Regions from separate parts of the Mus musculus genome. Here all the other regions are linked to region 1. Evidence: chromatin contacts called from public Hi-C, HiCAR-type, HiChIP or PLAC-seq and promoter capture Hi-C data. All regions are on one chromosome and are shown on one strand. The core of a region is the stretch at or near the end of the contact, and the rest is flanking DNA. Distances in the headings are between cores, read along the strand shown.

Region 1 (3,134 bases), core at 425-2,924:
ATCTCCCCTTAACGTCCATCAAACTTAGACTTTGTTCAGTCATGCGCTACTTCTATCTAATAGGAGAGTGGGATGGCTGATCCTGCCTGAACTGGTTCAGGGCGCATGTCCAGTAAGACAAACTGTTCCTTTGAAGTAAACTTTGGGGGAGAATCACCTTTTCCCTACCTTATACCTGTGTATAAGTGGGCATTCCTATAGCTTCCTTCAGAAATGGGACCCCTGATAGGTTGCCATGCTACAATGCACAGACCTACCCTCACATGCAATGGGCAGGACCAATTGGATTTGCTAGGATATGTGTGTGTGTGTATATATAATGTATATATGATGTATAAATGTATATATGATAAATATGTACATGTGATGTATATGTATATATGTACATGTATACGTGCATATGATGTATATATGATGTATAATGATTATATGATGTATATATGTATATTTGCATATGCATATGTGTATATATATGTATATATGTAATATATATGAGAGATTGAGAGAGAACATGAACTTGGGAGGGAGATGGAGGGAGGGATCTGGGAGGAGTTGGAGTTGGGGAGGTGGGGGGTGGACTTGGTAAAAACAAAATGCCTTCATATCTGAAGGAAAAAATAATAAAGTAAAAAAGCCATCCAAGTGCCCAACACTACCTAATGGGCTCTAATTTGTGGCCCAATGGAATATGGCACAGCCACCAAGCAGTTGCTGAAACTATTTTTAGTATTGTGAAACTGCTCGTAAACTGTTAAACTAAGCTAACACAGGATGAAAAAGATAATGGGAAGGGAACAGTATTAGAATGCTGTATAAGGGTACAGACATAGAATAGTCAGTACACCAAAATGTTAAGTGGGGTTGCTTCTGGGAATTAGAGGTGATTTGATCTATTTAAAAGAAAAATCTAATTTGAGATGGCCATACACTTCTGGATGTGGGCGTCCACTGGAGAATGATTGACCTGTGGGGGGAGGGTGGTCTCCCTCCTCCATAGCCGCCAACTATCCATAGCTCCCCAGTTAGGGGTGGGCAATTGTGAATCCCTTCCCCCAGTATGCTGAAAGGTTGCCTGCCTTGAGCATGTGAAAATCATCACTGCTCCTGTGACTTCAGAGTCATGTCCAGCAGACACCGTTCTCCTTCCAGATCTCTGGCACTTAAAATCTTTCTGTCCTGTCTTCCCCCTGGTCCCTGAGCCTTGGGGAGCAGATGCAAAGCAGATGGACTCAAGATTCTTTTAGACATTGTTTTCTAAAAGACTTATGAGCATGTGTGTAATTAATGCTTTAGTATAAAAAGATCTCCCTTGCTCAAACAACGTAAACAAGGCCGAGCGATAACCCGAAAGAAGGCAGCAAGCCAAGGACTGCAGGCGTTTGCCACTTCTCAGGAAGCCTAGGGTGTCTGTCCCTATCACAAAATCTGGAGAGTAGCAGGTCGCCACAGCCCTGGGTTTCAGAGGAAGCTGCCCACCCTATCTGAATCTGCATGACCCACTCGATGGGTTTGAGGGTCATCTAGCTGGGGTGGCGCGTGCCATCGCGGCTTCCGAAGCCTCAGGGCGCGGGGCGGTTCCGCGGAGCTGCTTGTTGCCGCTGGCCAGCCGCAGCAGCAACGCGGACTTGGGGACGCGCGCGGGGCGGGGACCAGGCTACCCGCCTCCTCCGACTGGGGAGTCCCCGGGGCCGGCGCGCGGGGAAGTCCCAAGCGCGGGTACAAGAGCACGGCGCGCGCCCAGGGGGCCGGCCCGGACAGTGTCGCAGCGCTCCAGCCATGTCGCAAGGCCTCCAGCTCCTGTTTCTAGGCTGCGGTACGGCCCCCAAGCCCGATCGCTCGGTGCTACCCGCGACCCCGCCTCGGTGGCCTTGCTTACGCCGCTCTGTTTCTCCCCCCTCTCTCTTGTAGCCTGCAGCCTGGCACCCGCGATGGCGATGCGGGAGGTGACGGTGGCTTGCTCCGAGACCGCCGACTTGCCTTGCACAGCGCCCTGGGACCCGCAGCTCTCCTATGCAGTGTCCTGGGCCAAGGTAAGCTCCACTGGGGTTTGCGCGGTCCCTTGCAGGGACAGTGGAAACAGGCACGTGAGAGACCGGGTCTCCAGGGGCCCTGGATTGGGCACTCCAACCATTCTGATACCCCATTTTCTCCCACCTCCCTTCATCCGCATCCATGGCCCACGCTCCCTTATGTTAGGATACAGATCATGATCAAAAGCGGCTTGGCGTGAATGATCCCACCAGAGGTTTCCAAGGGATTGGATCCATGTTACAGGGCACCTGTGGGTGCAGCCAGAGAGCTGCAGTGAAAGCAACATGGGCCTAGATTTGGGCATGGGACCGGGAGCATGTCCCTAGACTCCTGATTTCTTGTGCCTTGTGACCATGGCACCATCTCAAAGAGGGTCTCAGGTGGCTTAGGCTGGCCACAAGAGGTAGTTAGGAGCGATCATCTCTTTTCAGCTAAGGCTCGCTATTGGCTCGTCTGCCACCTTGCTTCTTCATGGAAGCCTCTGAGGGGTCGGGTCTGGCCAAGAATGAAGATTTCCTTAGAAATGTGCTGGAGCCCGAGGCCCAAACAGGAGAGACCGCATCTCTGCTTCTGTGGTGGGAAATTGAGTTGCACGCAGCAAGACATTTGAAAGGTTTCCTTTCAGTGAGAGCCCTCAGACTCCAACATTGTAATTCCTCTGGTATTTTAAAGCCCAGCTGCTGTAATTTAATAGAGCCGGCCTTTGCACCTCGGCTTTCAGCGAGGTTCCTTTGCACCTCGGCTTTCAGCGAGGTTCTGAGAGAGGCCACCTCCATCTGAAGGCAACATGAATTAAATCCCCCCCGGGGGTGGCTCTGAGGAGGAAGCCTCTGTATGCTCTCAGTTTTCAAGAAACACGGGACTGCCTTCTTCCCACAAAGAATGATGTTATGAGAAGTTTAAACGTGCGAGGCAGAATGGGAAGTGTGTGTGTGTATGTGTATGTGTGTGGTGGTGTGTTTACCCACTTTAGCCACTTGTCTGGCCTGGGGGGAAGGAGGGTGGCAGCTCAGCGGTGCAAGGCTTGCCCAACACACACAAAGTCCGAAGGTTTGAAATACTAAGCATCAAAGCAAAACCCAAACAACTCAACCAACTGAAGT
Region 2 (3,134 bases), core at 165-2,664, 510 kb after region 1:
AAAATCACTGTGGCTACTATTTAACCTCAAGGCAATGCCCAGAATACCCAGATACCCCTGCAAGAATCACCACAGGAAGAAACGTTACATTTGTCACATGCATCCAATGTGACCTTGGGTCTCAGTGACCTCATCTTTCTCAAACTATTTTCCTGTACTTTCAGTTTCTCTTGAAGGAAACGCTGACATATCTGAATTACCGACATCCCTAGCTTGTGCTCTGGGAACATTATTAAGTAAAATAAGACTCATTTGAGCTCAGGCTCTGCAGCACCTAGAGTGTGAATGTGAGAACAGAGGCAGCTACCCAATGGCAATCAGGCAGGAAGCTCACACAGAGAGGGTACACTGAGCAAAGGAGACTTCCTGTCTCAGGCAGGACACGTGGGATTTTTGTTATGCTGCTCAATAAATGCACAATACAAAGCTGATGAATTGAGCCGGGCATGGTGCATACCTTTAATCCCAGCACTGAGAGGCTGAGGCAGGAGAAGCTCTGAGTTCAAGGCCAGCCTGTTCCACAGAGCAAGTTCCAGGACAGCTAGAGCAACGCAGAGAAACCCTGTCTCAAAGAGAAAAAGAAAGAGAGAGGGAGAGAGAGAAAGAGAGAGAAGGAGGAGGAGGAAGAAGAAAAGGAGGAGAGGAGGAAAGGGGAGGGGAGAGGAGGGGAGGGGAGGGGAGGGGAGGGGAGGAGAGGAGAGGAGAGGAGAGGAGAGGAGAGGAGAGGAGAGGAGAGGAGAGGAGAGGAGAGGAGAGGAGAGGAGAGGAGAGGAGAGGAGAGGAGAAAAAGCTTACAAGTTGATCCTGGGGGGTATAGATCTGGGGTTGAATGCCTGGCATTCACTAGACCCAGAATATGATCCCTATCAATGTGAAATAAAAAAAAAATTTTTTTAGTTCTTTCTAGAATTTTCCATTATTGGACTATGAATGATGGAGAAGGACTGGATTTTTTTTTCTGTAATTGCTCTAATAAAATGGGGCATGGTATCTGCCTCATTCTTGTCTCCACAGATATAGGAGTAAGCCCTTAGTGGTGGAATATTACCCAGTGCTCACAGGTTTAGAATCCAAGAAGATAGCCAAATTCTCAATTAGAATAACTCATTGTGGGTCTGTTCATGTTAAAGACAGCCAACCTTTATATTGTCAGGACTCATAAAAACAGGGTGAATTTCACTTTAAACAACAACAAAATCCCCACTCTCACTTAATCTAATGTATTGGGAGGAACATTTTCCCAACTTCCATTTGAGTTTAAAGGGCCTCATCCAAGCTGCTTCGGTTTCCTGCTCTCAACAGGGTAAGATCCAAAATACACAAGAACTGTCAAGCGAGCCAGGAAAATCACGTGCCCGCTCCTACAGTCTACCAAGCTGCCATTAGCAACAAGCTTTACTGCACGGGCTCGCCGACACCTCCCTCCCCTTCCCCATGGCTCGTTTCCACAGCTCTGCCTTCTCTAGCATGCCAGGTCAGTATTGAGGAGGAACCCAAACCACAAAGGACCAAAAAGCAAATATTTTTGCCCAGAGCTAATGTAACAAATTACACGCAAGATCTAAACTGCAAGAACCTTTTAAACGATGCGAGTCTACCCAAACATACAGCATCCCATTTGCCAAGACTTAAAAATTAAATTAAATCTCAGTGGAGGACCCCTCGGGGATTTATAGAACTAGGATTCTGGTCTCAACAGGGCTACAACGCTGGCTTTCTGTTGCCAGTCAATGTCCTGCATACATAAGAAACGAGCACATACGGGGCACACACAGCTTCATGCAAGACAGGTTTCTGTGCATGATCAGAGACTCATTTGCAATGGCTTCCAGCAAGTGCTCAGTTGCAGTCTGGAATGGTGCGTTCCGACTGCCACCTTGACTAAGTTGACATCACCGAGGGGGTACATCTTTGGTCATGTCAATGAGGACGTTTCCAGAAAGATCTAACTGAGGAAGGAAGGCCCACCCTAAGCTGGGCAACACCATGCCGTTGGCTGGAATCCCAAGACAAGAAAAGGGAAAAAGGAGAAAGCCAGCCAAGTTCCACTGTAGAGGGTGGTTCTGATGTTAAGATCCTATTCCCCAATTGGTTCGTGAATGATCAATAAAGATGCTCGGGGCTAATTGCTGGGCAGAAGGAAAGAGGCAGGACTTCTGGGTCCCCAGAGGCAGGTTAAGAGTCACTGGGGAGGAAGGGAGAATTTGGCTATGCTTCAGAAGGAGAAAAGGTGACACAGAGACTGTAGGCTGCTTCTCCAGGGAGGAGGTTAGAAACATTACTAAGCTGAGGGCAGATTTAGGATGCTGAGCTGGGACTAAAGTTAACTGAGCAATTGTGTGTCTGTGTGTGTCTGTGTGTGTCTGTGTGTGTCTGTGTGTGTCTGTGTCTGTGTTTCATCCACAGATCTGAAAGAACCTGGGTGGAGCCAGTAGAGTGGTCTGCCTGGGGCTTAAAGCAGGGTAGCAAAAACTGCATGCTACAGTCCACCATTCAGACCTCTTCTTCCACTCAGATGTAAGGCGTCCTGGCTACTTGCTTCTGTTATCACAGAGCCACCCACCACTGTGCTTTCCTGCCCTGATAGTCAAGAAGTTCTCAAACAATGGACTAAAAGCAACTCTTCCTGCCATGGATTGCTTCTGGTCAGGAACTTGGTCATAGTGACCAGCCAGTCAAGTAGCTAATACGGCTTTGCTGTGTCATATATATGACTAAGCAACCTGTTAATGGCAATCAGGTGAACACATAGAGCCGAAGCCACATTCTGTTTCTGCCAGAAGCAAGATTGCATCTGACTAGGGAAATAGGTGGTGTCACGTGTGGGGGTTTTCTGCTTCCTTGGTGAGCACCTTGGTAAGTTCAGAAGGGGAGCAGTACAAATGCCCAGTAGAAGCCTGATTCCAATTCCTAACTGGGAACACGGCATCTTTCAGAGTTAATGCTATCCTGTGGGAAGCCAGCTGATGGAAACGTTTGGACATGGCAACTTTAGAGAGAGTCACCACCTTGATGAGCATTTGTGGTTAGACACTGGAAACCAGCAGACCTATTGGATTGCGGCTGCCTTTACCCATGGCTGTATTACCTACCACTCAACCCAATTCTCTATTTCCTGCTCCTTCGATTGCGGC
Region 3 (3,134 bases), core at 413-2,912, 390 kb before region 1:
GGGTCACACTGGAGGTGGTAAGCTGAAGCTAGGGAGCTAGTTATAATTTCAGTGATACCTTTCCAAGGTGTGTGTCTGTGTGTCTGTCTGTATGCAATGGCTATGCGTACTGCAGGGGCCAAAGCCCTTGGAGCCCCTGGAACTAGTCATAAGTGGTTATGTAGCGGGCGGTGGTGGCGCACGCCTTTAATCCCAGCACTCTGGAGGCAGAGACAGGAGGATTTCTGAGTTCAAGGCCAGCCTGGTCTACAAAGTGAGTTCCAGGACTGCTAGGGCTACACAGAGAAACCCTGTCTCGAAAAACAAAACAAAACAAAACAACAAAAAAAAGTGGTTGTGTGCTGCTTGACATAGGTACTAGAAACTGAACTAAGGTTCTCTGGAAGAGCAAGCAGTAAGTTGAAGTTCTCTTAACTGCCGAGCCGTCTCTCCTGCCCTCTGTGACACTTTAATGCGGCATCTACACGTATGGACCATCACATGCTTTTGGTAGGTTGTCACCGGGCTTCAGTTTAACCTCTCTCAATGCTAGTTACTGTAGGGGTCTGCTGATGCAAACATTTGTTTTCTTGCAATAGGTTTCACTTTAGTTCAGGCTGGCCCAGACTTTAAGATGTTCTTGCTTCGGCTTCCCGAGTGCTGGGATTTCAGGCGTGCACTACTCTGCCGGACTCAGAGAATGTTTTTCATTTGTATTTTCTATCTGACCGAGCCCAGACGTTTCAGAGCCACCCTCCCCATCCTTCTCTGCCTACGATGTCTCTAGCAGTTCTTGTTTTGTTTTGTTTCTGAGACAGGGTTTCTCTGTGTAGCCTTGGCTTTCCTGGAACTCACTCCATAGACCAGGCTGGCCTAGACTCACAAGAGTTCCTCCTGCCTCTGCCCCGCACCACTAGGATGAAAGGCATGCACCACCACCTACAGGCCTTGTTTTGATCTTTTTATCCACACTTATTTGTTCTTTTTAAATTGGAAACTGCTTCTAAACAAGAGGGGGGGGGGGATAAGGTTTAGAAGTAGGAAGTATATATGTTAACTAACCATTTGTCGAACATATAGTGTGACATTAGAAATCAATGACTTTAGAATGGTAGAAGCAACAGCCAGGTGACTTGAGTATTTAGAGAATAGTGTAACTAAACATGCCATGGTCTCTGGGTGGGACGTTGAAAGTCAACCGTTCTGCGTAGGGGAACACATATCAGAGAGGACAGCTCATCCAAGTGCACGGATAGATTAGGGAATGAAGAATCATTTCCTACTGTATAGCTGGTAAAAGACATCACGTGGGCCATGTATTCCCAAAAAATATATGGGCAGAGGATTGCAAGGGTTGGAGGGGGTGGGGGTGGTGATGGGGGTGGGTCGTACACAATACATACAGGGATGCATCTCACAAGCAACGATGGTCATTTATTTCGTTATTTATTATACCCTTGCCTCTGTTCCATAGATCTAAGCAACCTGGGGGAGAAAAAAAAAAAAAAAAAAAAAAAAAGGCGGCGACACCTAGCAGCACGAAACCACGCCCTCTTACCCCCCCCCCCCGTCTCAGCCATGAAAAGCCCCGCCCTCCCGCGCACGCGCCTCAGCACGTTTCGCGGCCTCCGAACCAGCAGAGGGCGTAGAGAGCGCGCACCGCGCACGGCTGCTTCCGGGTCAAGGGTCAGACAGCCGCCTTTCCGTTTGCCATGGTGCAGCTCCGGCCCCGCTTGTCGCGTATTCCCGCGCCGGCTGAGGCGATGGTGGACGAGGACCAGGCGGCCTCGGAGGAGGAGGAGGCGGAGCACGGCCTGCTGCTCGCGCAGCCTAGCAGTGGCGCGGCCGCCGAGCCCCTGGACGAGGAGGAGGACGCGGACGACGAAGCCCCGGAGGAGCTGACTTTCGCCAGCGCCCAGGCGGAAGCCCGGGAGGAGGAGCTGCGCGTGCGCGCGAGTGCTCGCAGGTGCAGCGCCCGGGAATGTTGGCGCCTCGGGACTCCCCAGGCTCGGCCGGCGCTGACCCGACTCCTTTCCTTCCAGGGATAAAACGCTGTTGAAGGAGAAGAGGAAACGGCGCGAGGAGCTGTTCATCGAACAGAAGGTTGGACGCGGGACTTGTCGCTTATGTAAACTCGGCCGGGGCTAGAGTTCCCTTGCTAAAAGCTCCTTAAAGGATAGGGTACTGGAGAGGTGCAAGGGCCATTGGCGTTTCTTGGAGTCTGCCGTAATTCAAAGTAGGCGTGGAAGCACTGACACTCATCTATCCCTGACAGTAGGTCTTACAGGCTTCCAGAGGTGGTGAGGTTTGCTTGAGTTTTTAAAATTCTAGGCTGGAGCTAATGATTTCTTTTTTCGCACCCCAGAGATCTGATTTCGAGTGGCCATACCTAAATACCTTTCAGTTAGTAGCCGGGATACTTGAACGTTGAGCTACTTTGGGTAAAATGACAGGGAATGTATTGGGCTTTCTTTTCTTTTCTTTTTTTTTTTTTTTTTTTTTTTTTTCTTCCGAGACAGGGTTTCTCTGTATAGCCCTGGCTGTCCTGGAACTCACTTTGTAGACCAGGCTGGCCTCGAACTCAGAAATCCGCCTGCCTCTGCCTCCTGAGTGCTGGGATTAAAGGCGTGCGCCACCATGTCCGGCCTGTATTGGGCTTTCTAAATCCAGTCTTAATGTTGTCGGTTTAGAGGCAGCAGGGACGTATTCACAGATTGGCCCGAATTCAGGACTGTTCGAAATGAGTAACGTTAGAAGTTATCTCCAGGCATACCTGTACCTCACTTTAACTTGTCATCAAATGTCTTTATCCCCAAAGAAAAGAAAGCTGCTTCCAGATGCTGTATTAGAGCAGCTAACTACAGCTTCAGAGGCCGAGTAAGTATTGCAGTTTCTACGTGCATAAAGTCTGTAGACCCTAAGAAATTCTCCCCAAACTTAAAAGCTACACAGTGCTTTTGGAGTTCCTCAACTTTGTCTAGCAAGATAGATGGTAAGTAAGTGACTGAGAACATTTAGTGTTGCAGCAGGAACTTAAACCCAGACTTTCCTTTAGCTTGCTCTACCTGCCGCCACCCCTTTCTCTGTTCCTCATTTCGTTTAGCAGCCGTGTTGCCAGTGCTTCAAACCCAAAGCTTGAGTTTACGCCCTGCTGA
Region 4 (3,134 bases), core at 342-2,841, 370 kb after region 1:
GTTTACATCTCATTAATCTAGCAGTGGCTGTTGTCCCTTGGGCTCCCAGCTTAACGCATGAGTGCTGAGATACGCGATAGTTTGTGTTTTTCCATGGTGTTATATTCTACACATTGGGAAAGCCCTAGATGGCAGGGCCCTGCTTCCCATGAAGCCATCTAGGTCTCAAGTATTTATGGTTTGACAGCAAGCTCTGGAGGAAACAGCCAACCTCTGTACTCAGAGTGTCACTGATTTTATTTATAAATTGTTATGATTACCGTCCATTGTGGTGATTCATGGCTGTAATCTTAATTCTTAGACTGAAGTGGAAAGACTGTCATGAGTTCAAGGTCAACTGAGGCTATACAGTTTAGACCACCTGACCTACATAGTAAGACCTTAACAAACAAACAAACAAACAAACAAAATGAAACAAACAAACAAGCAAGCAAAAGCAAAATAAAAAACCCAAAGACCAGCAACAACAAAAAACCCTAATTCTAACAAAAACATCATGAAAATCGAGTAGCAGAACATCTACACAACAGCAATGTTACACACACACACAAACACAGAGAGAGAGAGAGATTTCATATATATACATATTTATGATGAACTTTGATTTATCAATCAAGTATAACAAGAGTTACAATAACTAACAATGAAATAGAACCATTATGATAATGCACTGCAATAAAATTTACTACAGTTTGTGGATTCTTTATTTCTGGAATTTTCCACTTAATATTTTAGGGCTGGAATTGAACATGGGCAACGGAAGCCCTGGAAAGTAAAAGCAAAGGCAAGCGTGAAGTGCCGGGAGACAGAAGCTGGAGCTTCTCTGCACAGTTCTGAACTGAGACAGTTCCAGGTCCAGGAAGCAGCCTGATGGACACATTCTTGCCCACAAGGCATCTAGATGCTTGTGTTAGGCTTATGTGTCTGAGGCTGCTCAGCACCTGGGAACTCAGCTCTGGATTCTGAACCTTGACATCCTCTCCTCCCAGCTACATTGTTCCTAGACCTCACCCTGGACCACTCAGCTCAGTGAGCAAGAGCATCCCACAGGCTGCCACTCCCATCCATGCCTTTGATCCATCTGACGGAACAGCTACTGGTGCCTGTGGCTCTTTTGCTCTATGTTGCCAGAGCCAACTAACCAGTGCTAGGCTGCAGGAAGCCAAAAATAGCCACACTGGACAGTCATGGGTAGAGCGTTAAACACCCTAGTGGCCCATTTGCAAAAAAAGAGAAAATGGGTGAAATTGATCAGAAAGATGCGTTCTGTGCAACCTAATATATTAAAAATGCCACACTGACACATGATAGTGTTAAGAGCTTTTCCATCAAGGCATTTCAAAATGTACTTAGGTTTGGATATGCATGTGTGTGTTCATGTACGTGCATGTGCACATGTTTATGTAGGCAAGAGGTCAGCCTTGAGTGTTTTTCTTCAGAATTATATCTATCTTGGTTTTTGAGACTCTTTGATTCATCCAGGCTGGCTGGTCAGAGATCCCCTGGGAGTCTCTGCTTTCCCAACACTGAGATTATCAAGGAGTATTAGCACATCTGGATTTAAAAAAAAAAAAAAAGAAAAGAAAAAACAACTGGGGACAAAGCTTACACAGCCAGCAAATTACTGAGTCATCTCCCCAACTCAGTGTTAAAGTTACTCATGAGAGACATTACTTTTCTTTGGTCTGTCTTCAAAATTTGGTTGTTTATACTCCATCGTATTTGATTTGGGCTAGTTCATCAACTGAACAGCCACACGTGTCTGATGGCTACCATATTGGACAGTGTAGATCTCAAGTGGTCTAAGAGTTTCAAGCGATCACTCGTAACTTAAAACTTAAGGAACTGTAAGAATTTAAAACACATTTCTCATGCTTTCCTTATGTTTTCAGTGGGACCCATAAATGAAAGCTCCAAAAAGTTATTTTCTCCCACTATATTGTTAATGAGCCCAATCTCCTTCCCTCATATGCACAGCTGTCTGCCTGGAAGACCCACTCTTTCCCTTTTCCCCAGTCACCTCAAAGGAATCTATTTTCCTCCCTAAAGTTTAAAAGGCAAATCTTCAGCAAACTGAAGCTAAAGCAAAGTAGCTTTCCTGAATCCGCTAGGCAGCTTGTCAGCTCCACCTGGGGCCTTGTCCATATCTTCCAACTACATTGTATCTGCTTCACAGCACTGCCCGGTCTCAACTGAATTTGTTTTATAGAGAAGGGGTATTTCTCATCTCTATTATACTAGTCACTTTTGCGTTACTATGACAAAATGCAAGGAGATAAGAAAATTTAAAGGAGGAAAGGTTTCTTTGGGCTCATGGTTTCAGTCTCTGACTGCCTGATCCTGACACTTGAGACTTATGGTAAGGCTGTAAATCACAGTGGAGAGTGTGTTGGAGGAAGCTGCTCACCTCGTGACAGCTGGTAAGCAAAGAGAAAAAGAAGGAGCCAGAATCCCAATATCTTCTTCAAGGGTATGTCATCAACAACATAACTTCCTTCCACTGGGCCCAAGCTCCTAAAAGTTCTACCACCTCTCAACAGTGCCACAAGTGGATCCAAACTGAAGCGTCTGTAGACCCAATACCTAACACAGGGATGGATGCTCACAACCTGAAAGTTTAGTTCCCTGGATAGAATGGTCCAAGAAAGAAGCAAAGTGAGACATACCAGCCAAGACCAAAGCCATGATATGATTGTAGCCTAAGCTTAGAAGGGGGTTCACCATCACTTTCTCAACATTCTGCTTGTCATAGATCACCCTGGTTTGGGCATCTCTATATGGTAGATGCCAACAGAGGTCTCTTAGAGGCTGGTTATAGAATAAGGAATGGAACACAGAAATTCTAGACAAGAGAATGTAAGTTTCAAATTTAGAATCTTGATATCCTGTCCAATGGAAGTCAAGCTCTTCAGATTCTCAGCACGGCATCTTCTGGTCATACCCACAGGATAGCTTGCTACTGTAGAATCATTTCTTAACCATTTCCCTGTGATCTTAAACGAGTTCTACTGTGTGAGCCAGGGCCAAATCCTGATAGGTGAGCGCCTGGCCCCAACCATAGAGAAGTGTCTCTTGCTTGATAAGGAGAAACCCAGATCTGCTTGCTGAGTGAATGGATTCATTCCTTAAACCTA
Region 5 (3,134 bases), core at 292-2,791, 300 kb after region 1:
TAAACAGAAATCAAAGAACTTTAGAGAAGAGTGTAGAAGAGTCAATATTCAGATTATTAGATGCTGGAAAGAGAGAGGTGGAGAAAAGGGAGATTTTGTTGAAGAGAAATGAGAGAAAAGAATGGCCTTAACCACCCTGTGACCTGACAGACAAGGGTGGGTTTCAGCACCTGCCACATCAACCTCTCCCACCCCTGATACTGGAGGAATTTGCTAAGAAAACCACCATCCCTGCTGGCCTCACCTTAGGACATTTCTCTGTTCAAATAGACATGTGCCAACAGCAGGTGCATGTGTGCATGTGTGGTGTGTGTGGGTGCATGTGGATATGTATGTATGTATGTGTATGTGTGTGTGCAAGGAGCAATGGATCATAGAATAATAAAGGAATACAAAGGAATAAGGAAAGGGAGGCAAAAAGAAGAGTACCAGAGAGTCAAACTGGCCTCCTTGCCAGGACATCATAGCTAAATGGGCAGGGGGTAGGGGTGTCATTGTAGAACTCAAGAGGAATGTGTGCTTCTAGATCTAGATGAGGCTAGAGAACGAAAACCCAGTTGCCACCTGATCCTGTAAGGCACCTTTTATGGGAACACAATCATGCCCACAATCATGCCCACCTACTCACCAGCTGCCCTGGCTGCTTTTGCCCCATGGCACAGGCAAGTAACTGCACCGGAGGATCACAGGTTATGTACTGCTTGGCACTTTCCAGAGTATATTACCTGACTGTCAACCTAGGTGGATGCTTCTCAGTCAACATATGTGAGGACATTTTAACCCATATCTTTCACCCCATCACACTCAAACAAGACTTTTCATCTGTCCTCTATCTCATGTCTGTCCATCACTGGTTTCTAGTCAGAATTCATCTTCCACGAATGTGACTCCGCTGAGTTGCTCAGCTTCTGAGTTTGTATGTGAATGATCAGCAAGGCCATCTCACGTCTCTGCGTCCTCAGAGGTGCCATCTCTTATAAAAAGAAATAGAACTTGACCTTTATGGTAGCCTGACAGAGTGATGAAACCAGGATCCACAAACTATGGACTCATACCCCTGCCTCACATGGCATTCATAAGATCCTGAACTTGCAGAAAGCAAACAGAGACCATAGAATGAAGGAGAAAACATAAATCACCTCTATAGCTGGGACTGGGTTAAAGCAAAGCTGTCTTCAAGACAACTGGTCAACCACTGCGCAGTTGAGTCCTTTGCTTCATCCTTGTGTTCCCTTCTTCAACAGTGCACCCTGAGACAAAAGGAGGTGACTCCCCTCCTGCAGAGGATGATGGCTTGGCTGGAGTGTTTGCTTTGCTGGCATGCTTTTGCTCCTTTCCAGCTAGCTGAGCTCACGAATCACTCGTGCTCATTTGCAAAGCCCATATGTGAGACAAAGGCCAGACAGTTTGACTCAGGGTAGAAGGAGGGAGTAAAGAGAGGGAGGTGTGGAGGTCAGGGATGCCTGACCAGACTGAGACATCATCACATTAGGTCACTGTTTATAGAGAGAGTTAGAATTAAACAAAGGACTGTCTTCTAGGCTTTTTGACCTTGGACGTGGCTCTGTGTTTCATTCCTGGAATGCCATGCAATAAACATCACAGAGCACATGATGTCACATTCCCGGAGAAGCCAGGGAGTATTGCTAGCCTTGAGTTCTAGGCTCTGCCACATGATGATGTGAATAGGCAGTATTCTTCCCTCTAGCTTTTTCTTGTTAGCATATCTTCTGGTTTTGTCTCTTTAATGTATTCCCACACTTGTATCCGGGAGGCATTCTTATCTCTTGAGAATTACCCCACAGTGGGGTTCTCTGTTTCCATTTGGCCAACAGCATAAAACTCAAAGCTCTCTACACTACAATGACTTACCGTTCATCCTCCCTCCAGCAACCCCTTAGCTCACATTCCCACAGAGACAGCATCATTATGATAAAAAAGCAAATGCCCTTGTCACCTCTCTGCAGACAAGAGAGCAGGGTGTGGCGAAGCATCCTCAAGGTGGTTCAGGGACTTGCCAAAGGTCACAGAGCAAGGAGACTGCTAAGAGAACATAAAGCTTGCAATCCCATGAGTTTCCCATTACACCACAGCTGCCCTGCTGATCTCTCCCATCTGCCACGGAATTTTCAAGAAGAGCGGAGGCCCTTCATGACGCATCTCCCCATACTCCCCACATTTAAGTGACTGTTACAATGGAGGCTCTAGGGAGGCATGGGCTGCTTCTGTTCCTCAAGCCCAGGTGTGTGACCTCAGTGCTCACCCTACAATTGACACTCAGCAAATTCACACTGGAAGCTTGTCTATCTGTTAATCAGCTCTCTGTTTGACTTATTCTCCCAGTTAGCCTTGAAGTTGTTTGAAGGAACCAGTAGTGATCTTTTTCCCTTAATACAGGGCCAAGCTAATACCCTCAGCCATTGCCTCCAAGAAATTGAAATGGAAATAAAATACAGAGTTGGAGATGCACCCACCCGATCCACTGAGCATCATTCTCTCCATGGCTTTGGCCTCCCTACTGTCAAAATAGATCCTTTCATGCTTCAGCATGGTTGACTCCATTGTTGACATTCCAGCTCCCTCAGCAGTCCCATCTGGCAGTCAGATTCTATATCTGTGTTTTTAAATAAGCCAGAAAACACTCATCTCGCCTGCTCCAAATTAGTTTTTTCTTCCATGCCTTTTCTGTCTCCTGGCCTGGTGCCAGTCTCCCCTTCCTTTAGAATTAGGAGACAGTGCTGTGAGTCATATGTCCTCACCTTGTTAGCTCGTCTCTTCTGGGGACTGATTCTCTTGGGGTAGCTCCTACACACGCCACACTTTCTTCTTCATCATCTCCAGGTTGTTAGTGTCATGGCCGGGAAGGGGGATGGGGGGGGGGGAACAGGCTACCTTGTCACATGAGTCCTCTGTTAAGGTGATAGAAGGAAACAGTTTCTTGGCCACGTGTTCAGGATGTGACTAAGGGAAGCCAGAATGGATTGCGTCAATCTTGCAAAGGTGTGTTCTGAAATTTTTAAACTAGTAAAGAAAGCTGGCCTTGCTTCTTGCCCACCTCCCTAGGTCTCCCCCCCCCCCCCCCCCACCAAGTTTGAGTTTTACATAAATACTTGTGATTAAGCCATCTCTGAGCT
Region 6 (3,134 bases), core at 181-2,680, 300 kb before region 1:
CCTCTGCTTTAGATTTAGGGCCTAAAACACCGACTGTGTTCAAACTGATACCACTGCATTTTTTTCTTTGCCCCTTCCACACAGCTAAACTTGACGTATGCCATTAATCTGAGCTACATTTCAAAAACCCCTTACTGGCATTTATAATCTTCTATACAACCAGTTTGCTTAAAGCTTTGTTTTAACCTAGGAAAAAGTGGGGATGGGAGAAAGCAGCAGCCTAAGGTGGTTAACTTTGTTAACTGCAGGTGCAAAATATAAGCCAGTTTTGGTTTTTTTTTTTTTGTTTTTTGTTTTTGAAAATGCTAATCGGTATGTTTTAAAACCCTTGTTTTCAACAAAACTTCATGTAACACCAACCCGGAAACACGGGGCATTTCCAATCCGGAGGGGGGGGGGGTCTGCTCCCCGAAGAAAACAGGGAATCCTGAGGTTCCTCTCCCAGTTGCTTTCAGTAAGGTGCAATGATGGCCAACTTGGGCCCCTTGTCCTTTTGTCCCCCTAGACAATCTCTGGCCTAATTTGGGACAAATCCTCCACTGATCACGCCTCCCTCCCCCTCCTGTGGATCTCTGTTCTCCCTTAATTAGAAACTGTACCTCGGAATCGTGCCTCTCACCCCTGCTGCGTAAGAGGAGATGGCCTGACCCTCCACCTGGAGAACAATGTAACCCAACTCCGGCCCATAGATTTATCTCCAGGAAATCAGAAGGTGCGATGTGTCTGGTCATCCCGGATTCCCTCAAAGCGTCCAGCTCCGGGCCTAGGGATCCCAGCTCCTTCCCACCTGGGACCCCACTCTCACCTTCCCTCGCCCAGAGCCTCGCCCCGCACCGTCCGATCTCTCCGCCGGACCCCGCGCCCCGTACCTTTGTAGTGCACCCGCAGGTTGTTCTGCGAGAGGCCGATGTAGCTGAACTTGTCCTTCGGGCTCCAGGACCGGGGCAGCGGCGTCTCCTGCTCATCCACAGCCGGGTAGAGGCGCTTCAGCCGCCTCTGCAGCTCCTTCTCCTGCTCGTTGAGGGCCGAGTCGCCGTGCGGGAAAGGGGCAGCGGCGCTGCTGCCCGCCGCCAGGCCCGGGACCGGGACGCCTGCGGCCGGGCCGGGGCCCACCGCCAGGCCGGGCGGCGCGGTGGCGGGGGCGGCCGCCGAGGCGGGGGGCGGCGGCGCGGCGGTGGCCGGGGGAGGCGGCGGCGGCGGCGGCGGGTGGAGCAGCAGGGCGGCCGCTGCGGCCCCCAAGCCTCCACCGGGCGAGCCGGCCGGGGAGGAGCCGGCGCTGGCGGCCGCGGCCGCGGGCAGGGCGACTCCGGAGCCCGGGGCCCCGGCGGCGGGCGGCGGCGGCGGCGGCTGCTGTTGCGGCGGCGGTGGCGGCGGCTGCCCGGACATCCCGGCCGCGACTCAGCCTGCGGCACCTCCACTCGTCCCTGCTTCCTCCTGCGCTTCCCGGGGGCGCTGTCGCTGCGGCCGCCGGCACCAGGCGCCCAGAGTCCGCCCGCCCCGGAAGCAGGCGGCGGGCCGCGCGGCCCGGCGGAGCGCGGCGGTTGAGGAGACCGACCGCGGGCGGGCGCGAGGGAGCGTTGGCCAGGCGCTGGCGGGCACGCGACCGGGAGCGATGCGGTGGGACAGCGAGGGGAGCGGGCGGAAGGGCGCGCGGCCCTGGGCGACGCGGTGAAGCGGGGAAGAGAGACTGCGAGGAGGTGCGAGCGGCCGCGGCGGCCGCTGCTCTCGCGGCTGTTTCCCGGCGGGCGAGCGAGCGGGCGGGCGGCGCGAGACGCTGCGCGCGGGCGGCGCCAGGCGAGGAGGCGGGCCGCGGCGCGAGGGGCGGGCCTGGTGCGCGCGCGGACGGCCTTCTCCGCGGCCTGGGGCTCGCCGGCGCGGGCGAGGACGCGGGCGCGGGTTCGGCCGCGGGCCTCCGGTGGCTGCGGGATCCTAGCTGCGCCGACCGGCGGCCTCGTCGCGTCTCGACGGGCCGTCCCCCTCAGCCGCCGGGAGGCCGCAGCGCGCCCAGGCGAGAGCAATCGAGCCCTGCTGCGCCGCCGGGAGCTGAGCCCGGGGTTTCTAACGCCTTACCGCCTAGCTAGCGGGTCAATAAAGGGCCCTTGGAAACCATTTCTGAAGGCGAAGTCTCCCGCTTCATGAGTGACCCTCTCGTTAATTAATTAATTTATGAGGAGTCCGAGTGAACTTAATGGGGGAGAAACAGCCACGTTAGGAATACCAATCAAGACGGGCAGATCGTCAAAGGGCAGGAATGCGAACTGTGTGAGCGTTTAGGAAGGGCTTCTGGAGACAGACGTCAAAACATTTTATAAGCTCATTAATTCTCATCATAGGCCTCTTTGTTAGGTAGCAGAGAATTATGCCCATTTTTTTTTAAACATGGAAATATTTACTGAGGTCAGCAGAGTTTTAAAAAAGGAGACTTCCTACTTTGCAATTCTCAGTAGAGTGCTTGGTCAACCCGTGTGGCACAATTTGCCAAGTGTTGCTCTCTGACCCCCACATAGCATTACTAGTCTGTTTTCGGCACTTCCCTTTGTTTAACCTACCCTTTCCTTAGCCCGGCAAAAATCAGGCTTCACTCCCATAATCTACATGGTACAGATTCCGATGCTGTGTTAGCTTCCGGAGATGATATGCTGGCTCTGATTGGACCGTATAAGCATGGAATGGTTGGTTAATAGAGAACTAGTTATTTTGTTTTTGAAGCGAATGGGTCAATGGTGACTTAATCGAAGACTCCCATGGACATAGCGCCTAGCCAGTTGTAGCAGTCCTTCTGCCTAATTTCCATCTTAAATTACCCACACTAGACACTCCATTGTTCATTAGTAATAAAATGCCCCATAACTCTAACCTCGGCTCTACATTTTTTTTAACAAATCACAGCATGTTTACATGACGCCACTGAATTTAAAAAACACTAAAACTTTCGTTTATACTAAAATAAAAGGAGTTCAATGGAAGCCATGTTCTACATATTGGTAGCCAAGATGGACCCCACGGGCTCCAAGCCTCATCAAACAACCTTGACATTCATTAAGATTTTACACATGGACTGGTGAGACGGCTCAGCAGTTAAGAGCACCGATTGCTCTTCCAGAGGTCCTGAGTTCAATTCCCAGCAACCACAT

What was found. Promoter capture Hi-C pulls out the DNA fragments that hold promoters and counts their contacts. Hi-C and Micro-C count contacts between places; a contact is called where the count stands out from the background. HiCAR-type assays count read pairs that join an accessible place to other places. HiChIP or PLAC-seq counts read pairs in DNA pulled down with a chosen protein or histone mark.
Region 2: a contact with region 1 is called in a promoter capture Hi-C map of stem cell-derived epiblast-like cells, with 5 times the contacts expected there. The contact joins the enhancer-like site here to the promoter of Cd83 in region 1. A contact is called at or near these places in 6 of 39 promoter capture datasets (the C10 cell line, embryonic stem cells, hippocampal neurons and 2 more), 3 of 484 Hi-C or Micro-C datasets (cortical neurons, muscle stem cells and myocytes), 3 of 115 datasets of contacts at active chromatin or transcription factors (neural tube, stem cell-derived neural progenitor cells and thymic regulatory T cells) and 2 of 9 other capture datasets (embryonic stem cells and liver).
Region 3: a contact with region 1 is called in an H3K27ac HiChIP or PLAC-seq map of microglia, with 7 times the contacts expected there. The contact joins the promoter of Nol7 here to the promoter of Cd83 in region 1. A contact is called at or near these places in 3 of 115 datasets of contacts at active chromatin or transcription factors (memory CD8 T cells, microglia and thymic regulatory T cells).
Region 4: a contact with region 1 is called in a HiCAR-type map of fibro-adipogenic progenitors, with 6 times the contacts expected there. The contact joins the enhancer-like site here to the promoter of Cd83 in region 1. A contact is called at or near these places in 7 of 39 promoter capture datasets (embryonic stem cells, hippocampal neurons, liver and 2 more) and 2 of 115 datasets of contacts at active chromatin or transcription factors (embryonic stem cells and fibro-adipogenic progenitors).
Region 5: a contact with region 1 is called in a Hi-C map of Sertoli cells, with 2.8 times the contacts expected there. The contact joins the enhancer-like site here to the promoter of Cd83 in region 1. A contact is called at or near these places in 3 of 39 promoter capture datasets (embryonic stem cells, hippocampal neurons and liver), 3 of 484 Hi-C or Micro-C datasets (Sertoli cells and cortical neurons) and 1 of 115 datasets of contacts at active chromatin or transcription factors (CD8 T cells).
Region 6: a contact with region 1 is called in a promoter capture Hi-C map of liver, with 3 times the contacts expected there. The contact joins the promoter of Ranbp9 here to the promoter of Cd83 in region 1. A contact is called at or near these places in 2 of 39 promoter capture datasets (hippocampal neurons and liver), 1 of 484 Hi-C or Micro-C datasets (CD4 T cells) and 2 of 115 datasets of contacts at active chromatin or transcription factors (CD8 T cells and bone marrow-derived dendritic cells).

The regions. Positions count from the first base shown.
Region 1 is chr13:43,783,438-43,786,571 of GRCm38.p6, forward strand. It overlaps Cd83 (CD83 antigen), which reads left to right and starts at 1,675. Exons shown (of 5, transcript NM_009856.3): 1 at 1,675-1,813; 2 at 1,909-2,030. The coding sequence starts at 1,777.
Region 2 is chr13:44,292,562-44,295,695 of GRCm38.p6, forward strand. No RefSeq gene overlaps it. Among named protein-coding and RNA genes, the nearest start is that of Gm29676, 34 kb to the left of the region's middle. Within about 2 kb of position 1,415, at least 53 of the 459 cell types and tissues checked have an H3K27ac peak or open chromatin away from gene starts, as enhancers often do. A contact at or near this core is called in hippocampal neurons, where this site is marked.
Region 3 is chr13:43,396,714-43,399,847 of GRCm38.p6, forward strand. It overlaps Nol7 (nucleolar protein 7), which reads left to right and starts at 1,663. Exons shown (of 8, transcript NM_023554.2): 1 at 1,663-1,945; 2 at 2,022-2,082; 3 at 2,798-2,856. The coding sequence starts at 1,692.
Region 4 is chr13:44,158,495-44,161,628 of GRCm38.p6, forward strand. No RefSeq gene overlaps it. Among named protein-coding and RNA genes, the nearest start is that of Gm33684, 9.5 kb to the left of the region's middle. Within about 2 kb of position 1,592, at least 7 of the 459 cell types and tissues checked have an H3K27ac peak or open chromatin away from gene starts, as enhancers often do. A contact at or near this core is called in fibro-adipogenic progenitors, where this site is marked.
Region 5 is chr13:44,084,325-44,087,458 of GRCm38.p6, forward strand. No RefSeq gene overlaps it. Among named protein-coding and RNA genes, the nearest start is that of Gm33630, 14 kb to the right of the region's middle. Within about 2 kb of position 1,542, at least 37 of the 459 cell types and tissues checked have an H3K27ac peak or open chromatin away from gene starts, as enhancers often do. A contact at or near this core is called in Sertoli cells, cortical neurons and hippocampal neurons, where this site is marked.
Region 6 is chr13:43,479,543-43,482,676 of GRCm38.p6, forward strand. Ranbp9 (RAN binding protein 9) reads right to left here and starts at 1,431. Exons shown (of 14, transcript NM_019930.2): 1 at 870-1,431. The coding sequence starts at 1,386.